Linked DNA regions of Mus musculus: regions 2, 3, 4, 5, 6 and 7 are each linked to region 1. Evidence: chromatin contacts called from public promoter capture Hi-C data. All regions are on one chromosome and are shown on one strand. Each heading gives the region's core, a stretch centred on a gene start, on an enhancer-like site or on the middle of the called end of the contact. The rest is flanking DNA. Distances are from core to core; before and after follow the strand shown.

Evidence for each region. Promoter capture Hi-C pulls out the DNA fragments that hold promoters and counts their contacts.
Region 2: a contact with region 1 is called in a promoter capture Hi-C map of hippocampal neurons, with 4 times the contacts expected there. The contact joins the promoter of H1f1 here to the promoter of Zscan12 in region 1. A contact is called at or near these places in 5 of 39 promoter capture datasets (the 3T3-L1 cell line, cranial neural crest, erythroid cells and 2 more) and 1 of 115 datasets of contacts at active chromatin or transcription factors (astrocytes).
Region 3: a promoter capture Hi-C map of liver shows a contact between it and region 1, with 5 times the contacts expected there. The contact joins the promoter of H1f6 here to the promoter of Zscan12 in region 1. A contact is called at or near these places in 4 of 39 promoter capture datasets (cranial neural crest, hippocampal neurons and liver) and 1 of 115 datasets of contacts at active chromatin or transcription factors (memory CD8 T cells).
Region 4: a promoter capture Hi-C map of 3T3-L1-derived adipocytes shows a contact between it and region 1, with 5 times the contacts expected there. The contact joins the promoter of H4c4 here to the promoter of Zscan12 in region 1. A contact is called at or near these places in 10 of 39 promoter capture datasets (the 3T3-L1 cell line, 3T3-L1-derived adipocytes, the SN4741 cell line and 5 more) and 1 of 115 datasets of contacts at active chromatin or transcription factors (astrocytes).
Region 5: a contact with region 1 is called in a promoter capture Hi-C map of liver, with 5 times the contacts expected there. The contact joins the promoter of H1f3 here to the promoter of Zscan12 in region 1. A contact is called at or near these places in 9 of 39 promoter capture datasets (the 3T3-L1 cell line, the HPC-7 cell line, cranial neural crest and 5 more).
Region 6: a promoter capture Hi-C map of the HPC-7 cell line shows a contact between it and region 1. The contact joins the promoter of Btn2a2 here to the promoter of Zscan12 in region 1. A contact is called at or near these places in 4 of 39 promoter capture datasets (the 3T3-L1 cell line, the HPC-7 cell line, cranial neural crest and 1 more).
Region 7: a promoter capture Hi-C map of hippocampal neurons shows a contact between it and region 1, with 6 times the contacts expected there. The contact joins the promoter of C230035I16Rik here to the promoter of Zscan12 in region 1. A contact is called at or near these places in 4 of 39 promoter capture datasets (the 3T3-L1 cell line, hippocampal neurons, liver and 1 more), 4 of 115 datasets of contacts at active chromatin or transcription factors (embryonic forebrain, forebrain, kidney and 1 more) and 2 of 9 other capture datasets (liver and pancreatic islet).

What each region holds. Positions count from the first base shown.
Region 1 is chr13:21,361,204-21,364,467 of GRCm38.p6, reverse strand. Zscan12 (zinc finger and SCAN domain containing 12) reads right to left here and starts at 1,648. Exons shown (of 4, transcript NM_016684.2): 1 at 1,596-1,648; 2 at 417-888. The coding sequence starts at 818.
Region 2 is chr13:23,761,984-23,765,247 of GRCm38.p6, reverse strand. H1f1 (H1.1 linker histone, cluster member) reads right to left here and starts at 1,580. Exons shown (of 1, transcript NM_030609.3): 1 at 836-1,580. The coding sequence starts at 1,531. The coding sequence ends at 890. H3c1 (H3 clustered histone 1) reads left to right here and starts at 2,862. Exons shown (of 1, transcript NM_013550.5): 1 at 2,862-3,264. The coding sequence starts at 2,895.
Region 3 is chr13:23,694,040-23,697,303 of GRCm38.p6, reverse strand. H1f6 (H1.6 linker histone, cluster member) reads right to left here and starts at 1,493. Exons shown (of 1, transcript NM_010377.3): 1 at 759-1,493. The coding sequence starts at 1,438. The coding sequence ends at 809.
Region 4 is chr13:23,580,057-23,583,320 of GRCm38.p6, reverse strand. It overlaps H4c4 (H4 clustered histone 4), which reads right to left and starts at 1,753. Exons shown (of 1, transcript NM_175654.3): 1 at 1,352-1,753. The coding sequence starts at 1,719. The coding sequence ends at 1,408.
Region 5 is chr13:23,553,434-23,556,697 of GRCm38.p6, reverse strand. It overlaps H1f3 (H1.3 linker histone, cluster member), which reads right to left and starts at 1,666. Exons shown (of 1, transcript NM_145713.4): 1 at 891-1,666. The coding sequence starts at 1,608. The coding sequence ends at 943.
Region 6 is chr13:23,487,358-23,490,621 of GRCm38.p6, reverse strand. Btn2a2 (butyrophilin, subfamily 2, member A2) reads left to right here and starts at 1,765. Exons shown (of 8, transcript NM_175938.3): 1 at 1,765-1,986; 2 at 2,660-2,789. The coding sequence starts at 2,705.
Region 7 is chr13:23,429,523-23,432,786 of GRCm38.p6, reverse strand. It overlaps C230035I16Rik (RIKEN cDNA C230035I16 gene), which reads left to right and starts at 1,770. Exons shown (of 4, transcript NR_015492.1): 1 at 1,770-2,077; 2 at 2,435-2,558. n-TAagc13 (a tRNA gene) reads right to left here and starts at 1,375; the gene lies at 1,303-1,375.

The DNA of each region.
Region 1 (3,264 bases), core at 399-2,898:
GAGGCTGTTTCGCACCCTATTACCACCATCTAATACCTTCTTCTTCTTCCTCTTCTTCTAGTATCTTCGCTCGTAGTATATGCCTTGTGTGTCTGAACTAAGCATCAGATAGAACTTTGTAGCTTAGCACAGAAATAAAACAACCCCACTGATGAAAAGGAATAATTAAACTAAGACCAGACAGGAGTGGACGTACATACCTGTAATCTCAGCACCAAGGATATGAGACAGGAAGATTACAAGCCCAAGGCTAGGATGTACAACGTACAAGTTCAACTCCAAATTCCCATGACACTTAAAGTCCCCTTTGGATCCAACTAAATGTCAATATGCTTTGTAAAATAGTGGTATACTTCACTTTGGCCTACAAATTCAGTCGCGCTTAGGAAAGAGGACCCCTCCCCCCTTTTTCTTACCCGGTATCCTAGTTCATCAAGCTCTCTCTCTAAATCCTCCAGCACAGTCACCACCTCCTCCACACTCTCCGGATTCTGCTCCTGCACCCAGGCCTGCAGCTCCCCTGGCAGGATGGTCAGGAACTGCTCCAGCACCAGCAGCTCCAGGATCTGCTCCTTGCTGTTCAAGTCCGGCCGCAGCCACTGTCTGCAGAGCTCGCGCAGCCGGCTCAGAGCCTCCCGGGGTCCAGAAGTTTCCTGGTAGCAAAACTGTCTGAAGTATTTTCGGAAGACGTCTCTGTTATAAGTGTTCTTTTGTAGGTTCCTATCTTGTCTGGTGGTATACTTACATTCTTCCTCCATTTTTATTTCCAAAAGTCCACCCTGGTTCTTACAGACCTTGGTATCACTAGTAGATGTCATCGTAGCTAGATAAAAGATGTATCAATCTTTCAAGTAATAACTCCTTGGTAAATCTTCTTACCCAGTGGACCTAAGGGATAAGTCATCGTTACTAACACGAACTACAATAAGCAAATACCGCCTATTCTAAGAGTTAAGTGGGAGAGTTGAAAAGCTGCCCTCCGGTTAATCTACTGTATTGACTGGATTGTACGTGGACTTTCACAAAAATAGACAAAAGTGAAAAAGATGTCAAATTGTTTCAGGACTTCAGGGAGTAAAGCTTGGGAAGAAACTTACCTCCACTTACTCCTAAAGTGAACAACAACTAACTGAAATAAACAAAAAATTTTGGAATTAGCAGATAGCGTTGGGGAAGGGCAACCGCTGCCTGGCGGGTGGGAAGTTCAACTAACAGTACCACCAAAAATAACGGAAAGAGTACAAGAGTAGGGTACGCCTGCCTTGCTGCTTTTGATTTTTTTTTCTGCGTACCTGGCACAAATCACATATACATAGTACAGTCTCCCAACTGGCTTTAGTTGGAACTTAACCACTCATAAAGGTTAGAAGTTGGGGAGGGTGCTCTGCTTTTCTCCTGCCCCTCCAGTTCTGTGACTCTAACTTAAAGTTCTGCAGCGTGCCTAGGTCCGGGCCAGCTCCGCGCCCCAGGGGGACCCATAGGCAGCCGCAGCGCAGCCCGGGTGGCCTTTCCCCCGGTTCCAAGCATCTTTCTAAGGCCGAGAGTCTAGGTAGCAGGGAGCACCCTCCCCCCGCCTGGAGCACGAGCTCGCTCACCGCGTCGCTCCTGCGCAGGGAAGGGAATCCAGCCCTCCCAGGAACCGGAAGTCATCGCGGACTCCCACAAAGGCCGGAAGCGGTGGAGCCCTGTTGCTCCCAGAGCCACTCTAGGGAGCCACGGAGTTCCACTCAGTGGTTTGTCCTTACTCTGGCAAAAGAAGTTGGGATTTTCTGTCTAATCATAGTGAGCATGCCGGTCCTTATCCGGTTTCGCGTTTGTGTTTCAGTATCACTGAGATTAGTGATGTCTCAAAGAGACATTCTTCTGGTCAATGGGAAAAAATGTATTAAAAGGATAATTTAGTAAGTTAACAGGATATTATGAACACTAAAATCAGCCTTCATAAGTACGAGTGTGAATGAAAAGACCACAGCTACAAAAGCAACAGCAAAAATACTCAGAGCTCAAGAGATGTGCCACATTTACTTGGGGCTAACTTTAAAACACTTTAAAAGCCAAATATGAACATAAATAGGAGGCAATAAGCTTTCTTGGGTAGAAAAACTCAACAAAGCAGTCAGTACTAATTAAATATGTTTGCAACTATGGTATCCCAATAAACACAACCATTTTTCTAGAATTAAAAAAAAATGTTTGTTTGTTTGTTTGTTTTAATTTAAAAGGAGAGTCCAAAGAAAAATCCCTGAAAAAGAATAGTGGTTAATGCTCTTATCATGCACCAGAACATTCTGTGTTCTGGAAGTGAAAACAAAACAACAACAACAAAAATCTCACCCTGTTCTTAGCTAATGTACATGTCGAGGGTAACCAGAAAACCAAGCACAAGCTCTCAAAGATAGTAGTAATTTATTATCGAGCAAAATACATGTAGAGTGTGGCTTAGGACATTGATTTACATAACCAGAACAAAAGAAAGTAGTAAATCAAGACAACTTTAAAAAAACAATTAGTGGAAATGTAAGTTAGGTGGTGTCTTAGTCTGGGTTTCTATTCCTGCACAAACACCATGACCAAGAAGCCAGCTGGGGAGGAAAGGGTTTATTCAGCTTACTTTTCCACACTGCTGTTCATCACTAAAGGAAGTCAGGACTAGAACTCAAGCAGGTCAGGAAGCAGGAGCTGATGCAGAGGCCACGGAAGGATGTTTCTTACTGGCTTGCTTCCCCTGGCTTGCTCAGCCTGCTCTCTTATAGAACCCAAAACTACCAGCCCAGGGATGGCATCACCCACAAGGGGTCCTTCCCCCTTGATCACTAATTGAGAAAATGCCTTACAGCTGGATCTCATGGAGGCATTTTCTCAACAGAAACTCCTTTCTCTGTGATAACTCCAGCTTGTGTCAAGTTGGCACACAAAGCCAGCCAGTACAGGTGGGTTATAGCTATCTGGAAAATTCTTAGCCTTTTGATTGGTGAAACCAAGTGATCTGTTAGTACATTTCAAAGGGATTTACCTAAAAAGCAGAAGGACATTAAGGCAGACACATGGGTGGGCAATGAATGGTTGTAAAGAGCTATATGTAACAAAAGACAATTTGTCTCTGGACCTACAACTTTAAAACTCTCCACAACTGCCGGGCGGTGGTGGCACATGCCTTTAATCCCAGCACTTGGGAGGCAGAGGCAGGCAGATTTCTGAGTTCGAGGCCAGCCTGGTCTATAGAGTGAGTTCCAGGATAGCCAGGACTATACAGAGAAACCCTGT
Region 2 (3,264 bases), core at 331-2,830, 2.4 Mb before region 1:
CTCCTGGACTCAAGTAGTGGAAGAGAACCAATTTCAAGTTGCCCCTCAACTTCCAGACAATCCCCCCACCCCCAATAATTTAAAAACTGAGCTCAGAATAAGGGAGCCCAGCAAATCACGGTGTGGGGCGTTAACTCTAGCTCTTTGGAGGAAGGAGGATCAATGCAGGGACAAAAGTGGCTACTTAGCAAAAATCAATAAAGGCTTCAAGAGCTGCCTGTGAACATTGCAGTACATGGGAGATAACCACTTCCTCACAAAACCAAGCCTCCAAGCACCTAGCATTCCTGTAAGGAACAGTCTTGGTGGGCTTGAATTAAAAAAACTCTATTGCAGCCGGGCGTGGTGGCGTTCGCCTTTAATTCCAGCACTGCAGAGGCAGGCGGATTTCTTAGTTCAAGGCCAGCCTGGTCTAGAGTGAGTTCAAGGACAGTCAGGGCTACACTGAGAAACCGGTCTCGGGCCCCCCCCCCCCCCCTAAAAAAACAAAACAAAAAAAACTCTATTGCATGTGAACCCTTGCTGCAGCCCACTCTTACTGATCAAGCACCTGAGTTCTCATCCTCATTGGCAAAATAGGACCTTATCTGGTTGAGGCACCCAGGCCATTGCACTACCATACCATAGAGAGCTTATCCACCACACCTGGAGAGGGTAGCGCCTCCCAGGGCTAACAAGGCTGTTTTCCCAGAATCTCAGGGAAATAAAACTAGAAACTAGACTGACCCAAATTGTCAGTTTACTGGGGGAAATTAATAATGCCTAAATCCCACCAGGCTTGTACCCAAATGCAGTTGTTATAGTGTGAAACAAGTGTCAGGCTCTTTGAGTTATGTTGGTGGCTCTGAAAAGAGCCGTTGGGTTATTTATAGAAGAAGCCTCCAACTGTTCACTTTTTCTTGGGCGCTGCCTTCTTGGGCTTAGCTGGGGTCTTTGGCTTTGTCACTTTCGCCTTGGAAGCCTTAGGCTTCACTGCCTTCGCCTTGGCAGGGCTTTTGGCTACCTTCTTGGCCTTCACCACCTTCGGCTTCTTGGGGCTCTTGGAAGTCTTCTTGGAAACTGCAGGCTTCTTGGGCTTCTTCGGAGTCTTGACAGTCTTCTTAGCTGCAGCCCCAGCAGTCTTCTTAGGTTTCTTAGCAGCCCCGGATGCTTTCGCCTTCACTGACACCTTGGTGGTGATGGCCTTGGACTCAGCCTTCTTGTTCAGCTTAAAAGAGCCAGCAGCGCCGGTGCCCTTGGTCTGCACCAGTGTGCCTTTATTCACCAGGCTTTTCAGCCCCAGTTTGATGCGGCTGTTGTTCTTCTCCACATCGTATCCCGCCGCAGCCAGCGACTTCTTGAGCGCGGCCAAGGACACGCCACTGCGCTCTTTGGAAGAAGAAACTGCCTGCACGATGAGCTCCGACACCGAAGGTCCCGCGGGCTTCTTCCGAGGAGCGGCAGCTTTTGCCGGCTTCTTGGTCTTCTTTGCAGCAGCAGGTTTCTCCGTGGCAGTAGAAGCAGCCTGAGCGACTGGCGCCGTCTCCGACATGGTTGCTGATGAATAAACAACAGCTATACCCAAGACGAAGAAAAGAAGTAGAAAGACAAGGCCCCTGCACGGAGTATTTATAGAGCAGTGCTGTGCTGTGATTGGTGAATGCTAACGCCCGCCCCCTGGACCCTAAGGCCCCGCCTCCCGTGCGCCTGTCTGCCTGCAAGATTTCAGAAACTAACTCCTTTGCGATTCCACCGACCTAGCTTCGTGTTTTTGCAGGTAGAGGAGGCGGCCTCAAAACTTCTCCGGCTGGCTGCTTGAGGTGGAATTTCAACCACAGCAGATTCTCCTTGTACTCTCCTGTTTTATCATCAGAAAGTGGTAGATGCCTATCAAAAAGGAGCTCAACTAGTGAAAGGTGGCTGTAAATTAGTCAATTAAAACCCAGAAAGCCAGCTTGTGGGCCTTCTCTGCGGGTTTCAGTATTGATTCTTGGCAGTAATGGGAGCAATGTATCGTTACTTTATATTTTAGTTATGCAAGAGGCTTAGTGTTCTTTTAAGGAGTGTCAGCTTGCGACAGTGATTTCATATTGTGAGCCAGTAGTGGCTCAAATAAAAAGAGAAAAGGCAGGACACGACTTTTCCCAGGATATGCAAGTACACAATAGCTCTGGGAAAGTCTTGCCCATTTTTTTTTTTAAAGAATTTAAAAGTGCAATCCTAACATGGTATGACGATTTCTATAGTTTATAGTTAAAAAATTGTTTTCGAACGTATCAGTGATATCTGGCCAAAAATGCGTGAAAGTATTTTGAAAATTCAAGCTCCAAATGCAAGAACTCAAAGCATCCATACAAGTACAGCCATTTAATGAAGAAATGCTCAGAATAACCCGAGTCAGACGTCTGTACTTTTACTCCCATGTTTCTCTCCATTTCTTTACAGTGTGGGTTGCAACAAAATGGAGACTTTCCACGCAAATGAAGAGTTCTAAATCTGCTGTTTTAGTGGCTATTTACGAAAGGCAGTAAACCAATCAAAAGGTAGAATCTGGCCTACTCTCCTTCAATGTAGAAGTCACATTGTTACATTTCAATAATGAAGATAACAAGATTGTTCTCTATTCTTCAATGCCACTAAGTCCAAGCTGCAATGTGTTTGGAAGCAGATGTGCTGTAGAAGATAACAGTCACTGGAATTTTATTCCATTTACTTTAAAACACACACATACAAAAATAAGTACCGCGGCAGACTACCTTAGCCTCAACTGCAGTTCTTAAACATAAACCAATCAGAGTCTTAAACGTCACAGATAACCAGTATTTTCATCCAATCACTATCCTTTGCATACTATAAATAGTAGTTCTGAACTCACCATCTCCAAGTGCTCACCAGCTTGCTTTCTAGTTTTTGCTATGGCTCGTACTAAGCAGACCGCTCGCAAGTCCACCGGCGGCAAGGCCCCGCGCAAGCAGCTAGCCACCAAAGCCGCCCGCAAGAGCGCCCCGGCCACCGGCGGCGTGAAGAAGCCTCACCGCTACCGTCCCGGCACCGTGGCGCTGCGCGAGATCCGGCGCTACCAGAAGTCGACCGAGCTGCTGATCCGCAAGCTGCCGTTCCAGCGCCTGGTGCGCGAGATCGCGCAGGACTTCAAGACCGACCTGCGCTTCCAGAGCTCGGCCGTCATGGCTCTGCAGGAGGCCTGTGAGGCCTACCTTGTGGGTCTGTTTGAGGACACCAACCTGTGCGCCATCCACGCCAAGCGTGTCACCATCATGCCCAAGG
Region 3 (3,264 bases), core at 244-2,743, 2.3 Mb before region 1:
AGCCCAGACTTCCCCAGTGCTTTTTTTTGTTATGTTGGGGCATTGAACTCAAACCCTAACATTTTCATAAAGAAGTCCTTAATTTTTAATATGGTTTTTGTCATTCTCCTGAAGCCTACATGCTATTCTCATAAAATACATAAAACATTTCAAAAATAACTGTTAGATCAATAGTATTGAACTATTTTCTAAAAGTAGAACAAAATTAGATCTTTGTTGACACATCGCACAACTGCAAAAACTTTAGGGTTTTGTTGTTGTTGTTGTTGTTGTTGTTGTTCTGTTTTTTTGCTAACTGCTTGCTTTATTTTTTTATCCATCACTGAGGAAATCCTAAAAATACAACTCAAGAAAAATAAATATAACCTCTAGCTTAAGCACTGAATATCTGGGTTCATAGTGGTCCTTTGAAAGCCTGGATGCCAGTTACTGCTGTTTGAAAGAGTAAGTTCAGTATTTTTTCAGAGTGGAAGCTCCTACTGGCGTTATCTCTATCTCCTTTGATATGAGGGTGTTTCTAGAATGAAATACATCCATTGTGTATTTCAATGGTGACTTTTATTCTAGAATAAAAGACATTGTGTGTTTCAATGGTGACCTTTATTCTGGCGTAAAGCCACAAATACACAACCAAATTTGGAAATATTCTACACATAGGGACCCTAGGATTCTACTCTAGGGTTTCAACGACAGGTCGACCTGAAGTAACTGCCCACCTTAACTTTGGTTCAAAGTGTTTGGCCATTTTAAGAAGTATGTAAGTGGCTCTTAAAAGAGCCTTTGGGTTTTTGAAAACTGGCTTTGAAACTCACTTCCTCCCTGCTGCCTTCCTCAGATCGGTCTTCTGCATGACCATTTTTGCCTTCCCAGAATTGGGGTTTGCTGCCCTGGCTTTGGCGGGGCTTTTACGTTGCTGCACGCCCTTGGCCCCTTTGGTCTTCCTTCCGCTCCCAGAAGCTTTTGTGGGCGTAGCCTTTGGCTTCTTGACAGCCTTGGTCTTGCTACTCTTGGGAGATCTCGAGGCCCGGGGCAAGCCCATCTTCTTAGCCTTGGCAGAAGCAGATTTCTTGCCCTTGCCCTTGTCGTTCCCAGAAGCCGCCTTCTTACTGAGCTTGAAGGAGCCTGAGGCGCCAGTGCCCTTGGTCTGCACCAGGACTCCTTTATTCACAAGTCTCTTGAGGGCCAGCTTGATACGGCTGTTGTTCTTCTCCACGTCGTAACCAGCCGCAGCCAGGGCTTTCTTCAGGGCAGCAAGGGACATTCCTGCCCGTTCCTGCGATGTGGAAAGGGCCTCAGGAATCAGCTTGGAAACTGAGAAACCCCGAGGTTTGCGAGCAGGGGCCAGGCCAGGCTTTTTCCCTCGCCTTTTAGATGAAGGTTTCTCCTCCACAGGAGCTGGAACAAGGGTACTTGAGGCCGCAGGAGCCGTTTCCGACATGGTCAAGAGCTGGACAAGAACTACACCAAGTGAAAACTAAAGGAGAGCCAACAGTGATGGGGTAGTGGGGGCGTGCGGGGGGGGGGGGCGCTTATATAGAGCAGGGCGCGCTGTGATTGGTGCATCCCCAGGTGCCTCCCCCGCCCCCGGAGGAGGGGCATTTGTGTTTCTTTTCCCCCCAAAAGTAGAATCTTGCATATCTGCTCACTGCAGAATTGCTCAGGTTATGACACCAGGTGACCCACGGGGACTTAGATTCCACGCGACTTTTTACCCTTTGTTGACAAATGTACCTGCATGCCAGAACTAGTGGGAAAAGTCCTTGATTTTCAATCAAATTCAAAAGGAAGAAGAAAACTTTCTCTTTTCTTTGCTAACTCAAAAGTAACTTTTAGTAGAAAATGTATCCAACATCTTGGGAGGGGTCTTCTACATATGTGGCTTCTATTTAGTGAAGAAAATCAATTATGCAGGCCCTAATTCTCACTGAAATTATTTATATACGTGATGGAAGTAACACAGATGTCTTGACTGTCTCACTGTGGAATTAGACGGTGTTCCTAGAATTATCCCAAAACTCCAAGGTGAGGCCTGCTTGAAGGGAGCATGACCTAATAAACACTCCACAGAGCATGTGAGAGGCTCGCTATTCCCCCGCCTGAATCTCAAGAGAAGGGCTTCGGATGCGGTTATAAACATCTTACCCATGGCACCTACGTGGTCAAATCAGCCAGTCTCAGGGCTATTGTCGAAGAAGTTTGCTACTCCTTTCCAACTGAACACCATCCATAGCCCACTTCCTATGTCTTATCTCCCTCTAGAGGAGCAGACACGGTGCCGAACCCTTAATTATAACATTAGAAAGCTGGAATCACAGTTTCCAATCTCTTAACATAGCTAGTCTAGTAGATGTCTCTGCAGATGTGTTAGAGAAATGTTCTTTCCGGGGCTTTATCCATGGAACATGTCTGGAAATAAATGTGCTCACCGCTGGGCATGGTGGCAACTTGCTGGTAATTCCCTCCTTAGGGAGGGAGGATTGCTGTGAGTTTTGAGGTCACCTTGGGCTAGGAAATGATAACATGTCAAAAGAAGAAGAGAAAAAAAAAAAAAAAAAGAGGGAACATGATACTCAAGTAGAAGGGAGGCATAAAAGCCAGTCCATTATGGGGAATGCTAAGACAGGGTGTAGTGTGATTATGTCGCCGAACATATGGCTCAATGCAGTAACCACACAGCCGAAGTTCTTTCTGGAGATTCCTACACTTGTGAGGCAGGGATCTCAATTTATGCTACAGAGAAGTTCAAGCAATATGAAGAAAAGTTGTTTATTAAGGAGAAAAATGAGAGTGGGTAGGTGCCTGTGTCTCAGTAAAAGGTTTGTGCTTCTGTCTTAACATTTAATTGGCTAGACCTGGTGCGCCAAACTGTAACCCTAGCTACTTGATCGATGATCCAAGCTCAAACCAAGCCTGGACGGTAGAGTAAGTAAACTTCATAAGATACTGTCTCCAAATAAAAATGGTGCAGAAAACACTGGTCCTGAGTCTTGGTAGTAAAGTGCCTGTCTAGCATGAGTTGAGTCTACGTTCAAATCTAGCACTGCAGGTGTGTGTGTGTGTGTGTGTGTGTGTGTGTGTGTGTGTGATGAGTTTTGAACTTGCACTTGAACTTCAACCATGTTTCATGTTTAAATTTTAATAAAGCAGGTCAATAATTAATTACATTTTATGAGAGGTTACTTCTTTCTCTTCAAGAATTTCCTTTGGGGAATGAACTCCCAGGGTTGTTTATGAGAGACATACTGTTTAGGGGTGAGAGGGGAG
Region 4 (3,264 bases), core at 504-3,003, 2.2 Mb before region 1:
AGCTTCCTATTGAGGCTTGGCCAGCCTACAGAGAAGATTCTACTTTAAAATAGATAGAAAAACAAAAGAAAAGTGGATGTGAGTATTGACTGTTGAGCTTGTTGAAGGACATATCGATTGGTAAGTTACTTCTCCTCCAGCTAAATAAGCTGATTCAAGCCAGATTGGATTATATTAAAGGCAGGTTTATTGGGAAGCTGCTCTCAGAAGAATTCACTGGCCCCAAGGCCAGGGAAGTCACCATGGGCAGAGGTTGGAGGAAAGAAAGAGAGAAGGGGTATACACCAGGAGAGAAGAGAAGGGGAAATGTGGGAGGAAAGAAAAAGCAGAAAGACCAAAATGTCTGAATTACATAAGGAAGAGCCTCTGGGGGAAGGGCAGCCCATCCCCTGGGCTAGAAATTTCAGGGTTGGGGGCAGGGTGTGCCAGATAGGGACTGTGGGAAGCTGGGAGAACCTGGAGACCAGGTCCGCTTTGATATGTAAAATATGTTAACTTGTCCCAGGGTCTGAAGCTAAATACTGAAGATATTTACCCAAGTTTTTATTGACTACAAGGTCTGGGTCTTTTTTTTTTTTTTTTTTAATTCTTGGAGGGAAGGGCTGGAGGGACAGCTAAAGCATGTGCTCCGTGTGCCTGGTGGCCTGAGTTTAGTCCCTAAAGTGTATATAAAGGTAAGAAATATATAAACACAAATAAAAAAAATTTTTTAAGTTCTTAGCAGACACTGATGTTTCTTCTCTGGTGACTCTTTGGGAACAACTGATAATGCTGACGAAAGTTAATGAAGTCCTGGACCATATGAAGTTTTCCTTGAGGAATAGATAGAAGATTTACACGTCAATCTCTGGTGCTTATTTTACAGATTAGGAAGTTAGAGAAAGCTGGGTGTGGTGGACCACGATTTTAATCCCAGTACGTGGGAGGCAGAGGTAGGAAGATATCTGTGAGCCTGGTGTATAGAGTAAGTTCCAGGCCAGGGCTATTACACAGAATACATGGAAAGAATGAAAGGAGGGAGGGGAAGAAATTGTAGAAAGCTCCAGGTTAGAAAACTTGAACATAATTCAGTGTTCCTAGGTTTCCAAGGCCTGGATTGATTAGAGGGTTTGGTTTTGAGACAGGATAGCATCTATACCTTAAGGGACTTGGAAAAAAGGATCTTGACTGACCCTCAGCCCTCTCCTGAGAATGTCAGCATTAAAGAATGAGACAACAGGCCTGCTTTTAGGCTATCAATACTGAAGATAGACAGGTGGACCTGCCTAAACAGATACTATGTATCGAGCCAGTCCCAGCACCCACCCCATTCCAGAAAACCACCTAAGAGCAGCTCCTTTAAGTGAGAAGGTAGTGGCCCTGAAAAGGGCCTTTGGTTTTTGGGTGAAGAAAAATAAATGAGTACGTTTAGCCGCCGAATCCGTAGAGGGTGCGACCCTGGCGCTTGAGCGCGTAGACAACGTCCATGGCGGTGACGGTCTTGCGCTTGGCGTGCTCCGTGTAGGTGACGGCGTCGCGGATCACGTTCTCCAGGAACACCTTCAGCACACCACGGGTCTCCTCGTAGATGAGGCCGGAGATGCGCTTCACTCCTCCGCGCCGGGCCAGGCGGCGGATGGCGGGCTTGGTGATGCCCTGGATGTTGTCGCGCAGAACTTTGCGGTGGCGCTTAGCACCACCCTTACCAAGACCCTTGCCGCCTTTCCCGCGTCCAGACATGTTAGCAAACTAGGAAGGAAGCTCACTAGCCAGTGACTGTAACAAGCGGCCTTCCTGGCTTTTATAATACCAATGCGGACCTGTTTGAAAACCTGAAGGGAAGGGGGCGTGAACCATGGTCAATTCCCGCCCTTCTGGCGTTTATCCTATGAAAAGGCTGAGGAGACAAGGCGGGTCCTAAGACAAGAGCAGAGCCAGCAGTTGAAAATTCAACACATTGCCCTCAAGAGTGACAATTTATGTATTGTGAAAAAAGAAATTTGTCTTTTATCAGACCAAATAGAAAGTAATGTTATTAGTCTCGTGAACCTATAAATCGGGACACCCCCCGTATTATTTCAGATATTTACATTACAATTCATAACAGTATCAAAATTACAGTTAAGCAGCAGTGAAATAACTTTATGGGTGAGGGTAACCACAACATGAGGTGCTGTAGTAAAGGGTCCCAGCATCAGGAAGGTTTAGGACCACTGAATCCAAGGTTTTAAGTACAATTTTAAGAACACTTACTATTTCCTGTTCTGAGACTTTTTATTGACTTAGGTACGTATGCCTAAGAATCTGAACTTTTTTTTTTTAGCATTCAGGCTGACCAGGGGGAAGTAAAACCTCAAAATGTTACAGGACTGTAGCGCTGAAAGATTAGAAGATGTAAAGGATATGCATCCCAAAGGTGTGGGCCTTCTGCTTGAATTACACATAGACATCAGGAGCTCTGGGAACAGGGATGGGGGAAAGGGGCTGCTCTTTATGTTTACTATGCTTTCACTGAATCTCAGGATTTCTTGCATGTATGTTTTTTAGTTAATAAACATTGCACAGAAAATCTATTATCCTTAGCACATCATAGTTATATGTACCTCAAAATATCATGCATGCACCCCCACCTCACACTGACAGTTCTTAGTCAAAGGATTTGGTGGTTTCATGTACTAATGAAGAGTCACACACTAATATCTAACCAAATACTTCCATAAAATGCTAATACAGTAAATACTCATGCTGTATTGTTTTCCACATCTGCATTACTCTTCTAGAAAGGAAAAGAACAGTTTCTTCTGCTCTGTGAATGAGTGGATGACCCAAAGCAATGTTTTAGAATCACTCTTCAAGAAGAGCGCCACAGAATTCAAAGACTCTGAGTTTCTGGAGATTCATAGAGAAACATTAAAACTGCATGTGAATATTTACTGGGTGAAGTGCTTGATGCATATAAAAACCCTGGGTTTGATCTTGGGGACTACAATGGGCTGGTGGCAATGCACTGTTGTAATTCCAGCACTGCATAGGATGGTTGAAGCAGGAAGGTCAGGTATAGATAATTCTCAGGAACATAGTGAGTTTGAGGATAGGCTGAGCTATATAAGCTTTTGTTGGTGGATGGGGATGGGGGAGGAGTGGACTCCATGCTTGTAGAAATGAAATTGTGTTCCTTAAAATGATCTATTAGAGATGTCCAAGAGTTTGGAAATGACTATTTTTGTCTTTCAATTATTCTTACAGGTTTTTTATAGAGAAATAAATAGCAAACATAATTTTAGT
Region 5 (3,264 bases), core at 417-2,916, 2.2 Mb before region 1:
AGCTTCCTGAAGGACAGTTAAGGTTGGTTTGTGTTTTTATGTGCTTGTTTTGTTTGCCCAAATTTGTGAAGTCAAACTGCAAACCAAACCTTCCAAAATGGTTTTTCTTTCACGTCCTCAGCCTACTATTGGTCTACTGACCAAATAAGGGAGAACAGATAACCTCAAAACAATGTATGAGGAAGGAATGTGCAGAACTGTCAGTGGTGTTCAATTTCCTTACTAAAACCTAACCACCAGGGTATTAAAAAAGCTTCCACACTTATAGTGGCAATGTGATCAGTGCCTAAAAACTGCGAAGGTGGCTAAGTTTGGAGGAAATAGGAGCGCTTTCAATTTCTCGGAAAACACAATTAAAAATTCTTAGGACGGAATTCCAGAGCTCTGAAGTGAACAAAGGGGCGGGGACAGAGAAAAAACGCCAGCGTCCCAGTACGTAAATGTAAATCTTAATATCACAATCTCTGATTGGTGCAACACCCATGACTGAAAGTACGGCTTGATTGGTTAATTCTCAAAACCACCTTGTGTAGCCGGATTGGAAAACTTAAAACAGAGGCTCCAGCCTGTAGCCACTATTGTGAGAGTAGCTTCCTAGAGAACCCCCCTAATGCCTTATCACGCCTAGGCGACATTAGAAAGGACTTCCCGCCAAACTCTTGGAATATGAACACGTGTGTGGAGCACACACAGAAGCAAAAAACTGCCGGCCAGAAGTCCAGCTAGAGCTGAAAATGATACAATCTATCGCTCAACTAGAGTTTATAGATGCTCCTAAATGTACCCATAACAAAGTGCACAGAATTGATCTGCTTCGGAACACATAGCCAGAGTCAGCGGACATACCATGAGAAAACCAGAAAAAGGCTCAGCTCTTTTGAATGAGGTTGTGGGTGGCTCTGAAAAGAGCCGTTTGAGATTTTCAAAGCAGGACGCACCACTCTACTTCTTGCGAGGGGCAGCCTTCTTTGCCTTGGTGGCCTTCGGCTTAGAAGCTTTAGGCTTGGAAGCCTTAGCCTTGGGAGCCTTGGCCTTGGCTGGACTCTTTGCTGCCTTCTTGGGCTTAGCAGCCTTCACCTTCTTGGGACTCTTGGAAACTTTCTTGGCGCCGGCAGCCGCCGCAGGCTTCTTCGCCTTCTTCGGAGTCTTCTTGGCCGTCTTTTTGGGTGTGGCAGCACCAGTCGCCTTCTTAGGCTTCTTGGCTGCTCCCGCAGGCTTCTTGGCCTTGGCCGCGCCTGCCTTCTTAGCCTTGGGCTTAGCCTCACCGGAAGCCGCCTTCTTGTTGAGTTTGAAGGAGCCGGAGGCGCCGGTGCCCTTGGTCTGCACCAGGGTACCCTTGCTCACCAGGCTCTTCAGCCCGAGCTTGATGCGGCTGTTGTTCTTCTCCACATCGTACCCCGCGGCCGCCAGCGCCTTCTTGAGCGCAGCCAGGGACACGCCGCTGCGCTCCTTGGAGGCGGCCACAGCCTTGGTGATGAGCTCGGACACCGGGGGTCCGGACGCCTTGCGCTTCCCAGCAGCGGCGCCGGTCTTCTTCGCCTTCTTCTTCACAGGTGTCTTCTCCACAGGTGCAGGGGCAGCAGGCGCCGCGGGAGCGGTCTCGGACATGTTCTAAGCTTTACTAGTAAAGCAAAAAGTAAGCACAAACAGTCAGAGAAGGTTGTTCCCAGTGCTGCAGGCTCTGGGTTTATATAGAGAGAAGCTGCGTGGTGATTGGTTCCCTGCGCCGTGCGCCGTGCGCCGCGTTGCCAGAGAAAGGATCTTCAGCTTTGCCTTGTGGCTGTGTTTGTTGCCCCTCAAAAAAGTATAAAAATATAAAAAATATGGGCACGAAATAATTAGGGACTTGGGGGAAACTGATCCGAGAGCCTGTAGGCTACATTCTTGCCTTAATTTGTGCACCTATGTTCAAAATCGGCACCCTGAAACTTCTCTGATTGCCCCAACTCTCTTTCAAACTTGACGAAAATTGGGACAACTTTAAGGTTTTCCTTAAAAATACTACTTCTCTCGCGGTCATTAGCAAACTTTTGTTTCAGGACATGGTTCCTCACATTCTTATCATTTCAGGACTCTATGAAATAACTTGTTTTCACGGAAATACATAGGGAAATTTGAGTTTTTCGAGAAAGCAACAACACAAGCTTCCAGGGCTATCTGCACCAAGCTGTAGGAATTGGCACTAGATGGGAAAGCAGTGCATACCGGGGGAATGATTATTGTAGAAAATATCGATTGGATTTTTTAATGATATTTGAGATACCAGTGTGTAATTCCCCTTCGGTTTTCCTGTTTTAGTGATTTAGCCATTTTCTGGAGACGTGATGAGTCTGTGCCATCCCTATTGTAGATCAAAAGCTGAAAGCACATATTTTTCAGATTTGATAGAGAAATGTACACCAACTATCACATGTACAGAAAAAAGATACCTAGGTCAAGAAGGAACAGAAGTTTAGCAACTGGGAGCTGAAGAACAGTGAGATATAACCTGACTTAGCAACTCACTCCGTGTTTAGAGTACAAAGTTTACAGCTGTGTTATATGCCGTGTTTCAGGACCTGTGTTATGCAGCTGTTTCCCCTTGCCAACACTTATCACAACAGTTTTCTGCATATTTCCAGTTTTAAAATGATTTGAATTTCATTATTAAAAACAAGCAGAATGTGAAAGAAAATCTGTTTTTTAATTTCCATGATAGCTGCTGACCTCATTACATATATTACATATATAATATAGTCTGTCACAAACAAAAGAATTAGCAGGTGGTATCCACCAAAGGACTTAAACATTTCATAGTCAGTTATCATTATGATAACTGCAGCAAGAATAAAGTTTCTGGAAAAGGGATCAACCATGGGACTACAAACTTGAAACCATAAGAAGCTTCACTCATTCCCACTCATGACTGTGGAGGCTAATATCACAAATGTGGTTTTGGTCTTAACTCCAAAATATAATTACATCCTGAAAAACAGCAGATTATTCTCTGTAGTAAGGCTTGTACTATTTTGTAGAGATTAAAAACAGGCGATAAAAATCCCTAAGAGGTGTGAGAACAGTGAAACTTATGGCTTCGTCCTCTTCTCTCAATTTTGTGTTAGATAAGCAAATATACACACATACACACAAATGCACACCATTACTATAGTAACAGGTGAGAGATTACAGCCTCATGAGGTATTCTACAGGGAGACACATTCTTGGGTATTCTAATACCTAGAGACTTTCAAATCTACAGGAAAGGGTGGTTGTATAAAATAAAAA
Region 6 (3,264 bases), core at 516-3,015, 2.1 Mb before region 1:
GAAGTATAATGTAGAAGAAAAATGGAGTTTATAAAAGGTTAAGTAGGAGTACTGGGGAGATGATAGCAGACAGACCATTATGGAAGAAAATACTCTCAGGAATGAAGAGATGGCCTTTATACCAATTTACTTTTTAAAGCAGCTTTTATACTATTTCTTAAAGTCTCCTCAACAGACAGCTTTCCTGAGGCAGGTTTTCCTGTCCAGATGATAGCCAGGCATTCTTGGATTAGCTCTTTTGGGACAGGGTCTTACTAGCCATGGCTGATGTCAAACTCACAGGCCTGTCTCTACCTCTGCATGCTGGAATTAAAGGCATGGAATTAAAGTCACGCCTAGCTTGATTAACTCTTAAGGGAGTAGACAGTGCTAAGACTTTGTTCTTTAGTTTTAAAAAGTCTCCCATGGGCTGGAGCTATACTCAGTGGTTAAAACTACTTAGTGCTTTTCCAGAGGCCCGGGGGTTTTACTCCCAGCACCCACAGCATTGAGTGCAACTGAGTTGCAGGGGATTTCATGTCCTTTTCTGCCCCCCCCCCCCCCCCGCCAAGACAACCTCACACATGTGGCACATACTCACACATATAAAATACATAAAATAAGATCATTTAAAAAGAAAGCCTCTGCTCAAACATACATGATCCTTCTAGAAGTTCAAAATGTCAGGTTCAACAAGGGCCAGAGACACCATTCAAATGCCCTTTTTAAAAAACAGTCATCAAAGTCCTGTTTTAATTCCTGTTTTTAAGAGCTGTTGTTTATGAGACAGGGAGATTCAGTGACCTCTAAGCTTGCTGTGACCACACTAGATACCTTACAACCATTTAGGAAATAGGCATCAACTTGATCTGGCTGCTTCTAACTGAAAAGAGTTTTGCCTCTTGATGACTCTTAGGTCTCTGAAGACAATCAAAAGAATCCTCATAGATCGTGACAGACTGCTGAAAAACCAGCCAAGGGTAGTCTACTCCAAGGGAGAAGAAACAGAATTGAGACAGCAGACCAATACATGGTCTGAAGGGAGTGAGGTCGTTACTGAGATCATAGCAAGTGTAACCCATTTCTACTGCTCAGTCTGAGTCTTGCTCTCCACCAACACCTTTTCCTTTTTCGGATTTTGAGATAGAGTTTCTCTGTGTAGCCCTGGCAGTCCTGGAACTCACTCTGTAGACCAGGCTGGCCTTGAACTGGCCTCTGGAAAAGCACTAAGTAGTTTTAACCACTGAGTATAGCTCCAGCCCATGGGAGACTTTTTAAAACTAAAGAACAAAGTCTTAGCACTGTCTACTCCCTTAAGAGTTAATCAAGCTAGGCGTGACTTTAATTCCATGCCTTTAATTCCAGCATGCAGAGGTAGAGACAGGCCTGTGAGTTTGACATCAGCCATGGCTAGTAAGACCCTGTCCCAAAAGAGTTAATCCAAGAGTTTGAGTGCTGGGATTAAAGGTGTGAGTCAGCACACCCGGATTGCATCTGGCTCCCTTACTCCCTTCTTCACACACACTTCAACACACAGGGATGAGGCCTCTGGACACCAAGCCCAACTCTAGGACCTCTCAAGTGGGAAGAAGAAGGGAAGAAAGGAGCGCATGAAAGGGAAGCAATAAGAGGGAAGGGAAGAAAGGGGCACAAGGGAAAGGAAGACAGGAGGGAGAAAGGATTGTTTCTGTGTATGCTACCTAGTAACAAGTGACTGCTAGACATAGGAATACTATTGGCTGATGACTTAAGGCAGGCCAATCCCGGGCTCTGAACTGCTTAGTGGAAATTGTGAGACTTGCACGCGGAATGGGTCCTCCGAGGTCTGCTGTCGCGAGTCCCAGCACTTTGCAAGTAATGGAGAACAGAAAATTCTTTCCTCTCTACTGTAGCAGTTTGTTCTCTGGTGGCGACTGTGCTCAGCGACAAGTTGGAGAGTAGAGAAAAGGCAAGATAATCAGCATTTGAGGGTCAGAGAAGAAAAGAAAACGCAGTTAATTCTAGAAGGTAGGGGAGGGGATGGGGAGCGCTCTGAGTCCTAGCAGGGGCTGTAGGAATAGGGGGTGGGGGTAGGGTGTCACAACACAGGCTGCTGGGAGGGAAAAGCCAGATCTTTGACTCTGGAAAGAATACCTGGGGGGGGGGGGGTAGTCTCACCTACCTAGTTTTACCTGAGGTTCACCAGGAGGAGGGAGTACAGGGAAGGCGAGGGGGGAGGGGAGGAGGAAGGAAAGAAGGCTTGGGACGAGGGAAGGAGGAAAGAGGAGGAAGAACTGGGTAGAGAAGTAGGAGAAAGACCCGGAGGTTGAGGAAGAGGGAAGGGGCTGGAGAGAGAGAACAAGGGAAGGAGGAGGAAGAGGAGGGAGTGGGGGAGGAGGAGGAGGAGGAAAGCCCAAGAAGAAAGAAAGAGGAGGAGGGAGGGGGAGGAATATCAAATGACAGCTGAAGAAACTGGACTCTGGAAAGACAACTGAGCCTAAGACAACAGAAAACTGCCTGCCTGGTGCTTATGTTGTTTGTTTAATAGAATGTTTGGTGAATCCAACTATTAAGGTATAACCAGTTCCATAGGGCAAGAGTCCATCTAAGGCAGAAGTCTGAGTGCTCATGAGACCAGCATAGGGACAAAAAGGTGTCATGTACATGAGAACCGTGGGTGATTTATCCTCTGTACTTCTAGGTTTTCTGTCCACACGTGACCTAGGTGACTCTGTCCTGAAGACCTATGGAGCCTACAACTTCCCTGCGTTCTTGCCCGATAGCCTCCCTTCTCTTCTTCTTGGTCCTCAGCCTGTTTGTGCTGGTCTCAGGTACAGTTGTAGGCTTCTTGCTCCTCTCAGTTTTTCAGAAAGCAATGGCCACAGTTCTCCTGATAGACAGAGACAGGAATAGGGACTGCAGCTGTGTTGGCTCATCTTTCTGAATGAGGACACTGGATTTATCCCAATTTTGTCCTACAGAAATATAGCTAGAGCATCAAAGGAGATCTGTAAATGTCCAAGTGGCAACATTCAAAGGAGTTAAAAATAGATGACGTAGATTTGAATGATATATTTTGTTTAACACCACATAATCAAATATTAATATAAATGCCTTGCCAGGTGTGGAGGTACACACCTATAAACTTAAGAGGCTGAGACAAGACTGCCAGGAATTCAAGGTCTGCCAGGGGTACATAATAAGATGCTATCTCAGGAAACAAAACAAGGGGGCTAGGAATGTGGCTCACTCGGTAGAGTGCTTGCCTAGCATGCACAGGCTGTGGTTGGAATCCTGGGTCTGTGC
Region 7 (3,264 bases), core at 521-3,020, 2.1 Mb before region 1:
CCCTGGAATAAAGGGGCCGGCGACGACCTGTAGACACGAGGTTTGGGGCCGGGTGTGCTCCTGAACCCGCCCAGTGGCCGAGAGTGAATACAGGTCCTGTGGTTAATCGGTGGGGCACGCGCGCCCTCCAGTAGTCAGAGCGTTCTCAGCAGCTGGACCTCAGGCTCAAGTTTCTCAGTAGGCATCTTCCTATCACCTCACGGCAGGAGGAAAATCCTGTTCCTTCAAGCTTTTGGTTTAACTATGTTACGATGGTTTTGTTTCAAGAGTCTGGGGGGAAATTGGTGTAAATCAGAATGACCTGGAGACATTTTACAACCTAGGGGATGCGAATTTAAAAAGTTATACAGGCGATTTTAATGTGCTGCAAGGGCTTTAAAACGCTGCTAGAGCGTTTCTCTTAAAAAACAAACAAAACAAAACAAAACAAAACAAAACAAATGGCATTGCTGGAAACGGAATGGCAGTTTTAGGGGAGAAATGCAAGAGGAGATTTAGTTCAAAGAAAATACAGAGAAACCCTGTCTCGAAAAATAAAAAAAGAAAAGAAAAAAAAAGAAAGAAAATCTCACCTATCAGTAGCGCATATTTGCTAATTTTGTGCTAATCCTTTTAAACTGCGTTACTCCTGCTCTCAAAATCAGTTACCTGTAGAATCGTGTCAATGAGAGATTAATATTAAGTAAGACAAAGTAATTGACAAAGATTTCAGTTCAACATATCGAAAGTTGTACAAGGGTTTTTGTGCTTGCAATTTCTTGTACCTTCCATCCCATGTGTCAGAACTTTTCTCTAAGCAAATAATTTTCAGAAAGATAGAAAATAGTTCAATTTTTTTCTTTAAAGATAACGTTTGGGCCTCGGATATAAAATATATTAGATAGTCCTGGACTAGGCGTTTCTGCAAGGCACAGTAAGTTCCAACCCACAAGAGCTGGTCCTACATTTCTTTCCATATCTTGGGCTGTATTCCGGGATATTCCAGTGCCGGTAACTGAACTGAAACAAAAAAAGCAAACGACCTAGATCCAAACACCGCTATATACGCTTCCCTGTCTCAACAAAGGGAACGCGTTTGCGCGTTAACAAAGGGAAAGCTGTGAGAACTTGATAGGAAAACAGGAAATACCAACTCCAGAGCTCCAAGCCATTTCCTGGAGAACAGTGTGTGGTAGGAACTAGGCCCTTCCGGGTTGCTGAGAGAACTTCTGAAATTTAACTATAGAGGTTAGAAGTAACGGATTTGGTTGTTCTTGTTCTAGCAGGGTATGATGGGAAAAGAAACAGGCATAAATGCAAAACTGGAGAATGCGGGCATCGATCCCGCTACCTCTCGCATGCTAAGCGAGCGCTCTACCATTTGAGCTAATTCCCCTTCTGATGGTAAGTGGCTGCTACCTTACTCCCTTTTGATAACTGGATGTAATTCAATGCTCGCTGTTATTTTCAGCTCATCAAACAGAAATTGTGGGAGTGGGAGTGGGGTGGGGGTGGGGGTGGGGTGGAGGGGGTGTTAGTGTGTTTGTTGATATGATTTTTTTTATGTCTAATAAAATCCGAACAAGATGATAAAAACTGAAGTGGAGAAAGTAAAATGGAGTATTTAAGAAAGAGTTTCCTGAGTTAGGGTTGGTGTTTTATAATCCCAGAACTGCAGGGAAGGGGAAGAAAGAAGTCCTAAGGCAGGAGAATTGCCCCCTCTTTGAGGCCATCTTGTTTTACATAGCAAAAAGTGAGATTGTGGCTTGGTTGTCACGGAACAGTCCCGGGGTTACTTGCGCCCTCTATAAATGAAAGACGGTACCGCCAGTTCTGGGAATCGCACAGGGGTGCGTACAAATGGACCAGGACGCGGAGAGCACGGAAACAACGGTGCTGGGACCTTGTGCACAGAATCCAGATGCCAGATGGGAATTAAACATTCGGCCGAGAAAAGCAATCTAGTTCCCTGGGCTCGACTTTGACTCACTCCTTGGTCTGCACCAATCCTCACATCCCTCAGGTCCTCTAACTTTTACGACAGTATCCAGAAATCGATTCTTTGGTCTCTACGGCTCCAGAAGGCTCGCTCATCAAGGTCAGTCCTTTGTCTGGCTGTTTTCTTCCTTTTTTCTTTTTCTTTTTCTTTTTCTTTTTTTCTTTTTCTTTTCCTTTTTTTCCTTTCTCTTTCTTTCTCTTTCCTTTCTTCTCTTCCTTCCTTTCTTTTTTTCTTCTTTTTTTAAAATCACTGCCGGAGGCCACATGGCCAAAAGTGAAAGGGTCTGTCCTGGTTAATTTCTCTTCCCTGCAGGCACTGTTTCGAGGAGTTTCAAAATTAATTTTTCCAAAGAAAATATCGAGAAACTGGTAATTTTGTTGAGGTAGAGCCATGGCCCGAAATTCACTGTGTAGTTGAAGATGACCCCGGAGTCATGATCCTTCTGCTTTCTTTCAGAAACGTTCCATTACCTTCGATTAGAAGTGGATACATATATGATTTTGGCCTAAAAAAAAATTTGCAAAAAGGGAGAATGCAAACTTGTCCTTTTCCTTTTGGATTTACGGAGTGCCAGTATCAGGTGTGGTTCCAGGTTCCCGTTCCAGGTTCCAGATAAGGCTGTGGTGAGGTCTCGAGCAGACAAGCACAAGTCCAATTGCCTCTTCTTTTGAAAGTTCGTCAAAAAGACTTCTGCTTGTGGGCTTAATGTTTATTTCTTTAAAACTCAATAAAATCGGAGCAAGATAATTAGAACTAAAAGAGAGAAAGTGAAACATTTAAGTCAGTGATTCTAGAGCCAGCTGTGGGGTGGTGTATCTCAGCAGCGGGGGTGGGTGGTGGGGGTGAGTTGGAGGCCTGCCTGGATAGCTTCATGAATACCAGCTAGTCAGAGCTAGAAAACAAGTCCTGTAAATATGAAGAAATAAATGAATAAACAAATAGGGAAAGGAAATAAAAGAAAAAGAAACACACATCCCGAAATTTGACCCCATGTCTCTGAACTGTGCAAAAAGCCCATACGAGGTCTTTCCAGGGACTTTAGACCACCCGCAACACTAGCTTTTCTCTTTTGCTTATTTATTACAGTCAGGGTTGACAAAAAGAGAATGGTTTTCTGTGGGAAGAAACTCCCTCCACATAAGAGATTTTAAATTTCACATGCTGAAATTGTATAACGAAACCCACTGTTATTCCTCTTATAGTCAGACTTGAGCTGACACTCACCACTGTCTAGATTCTTCCTTCTTATCAGACAGAATCTGCCCAATCTGACCTCTATTTATCCT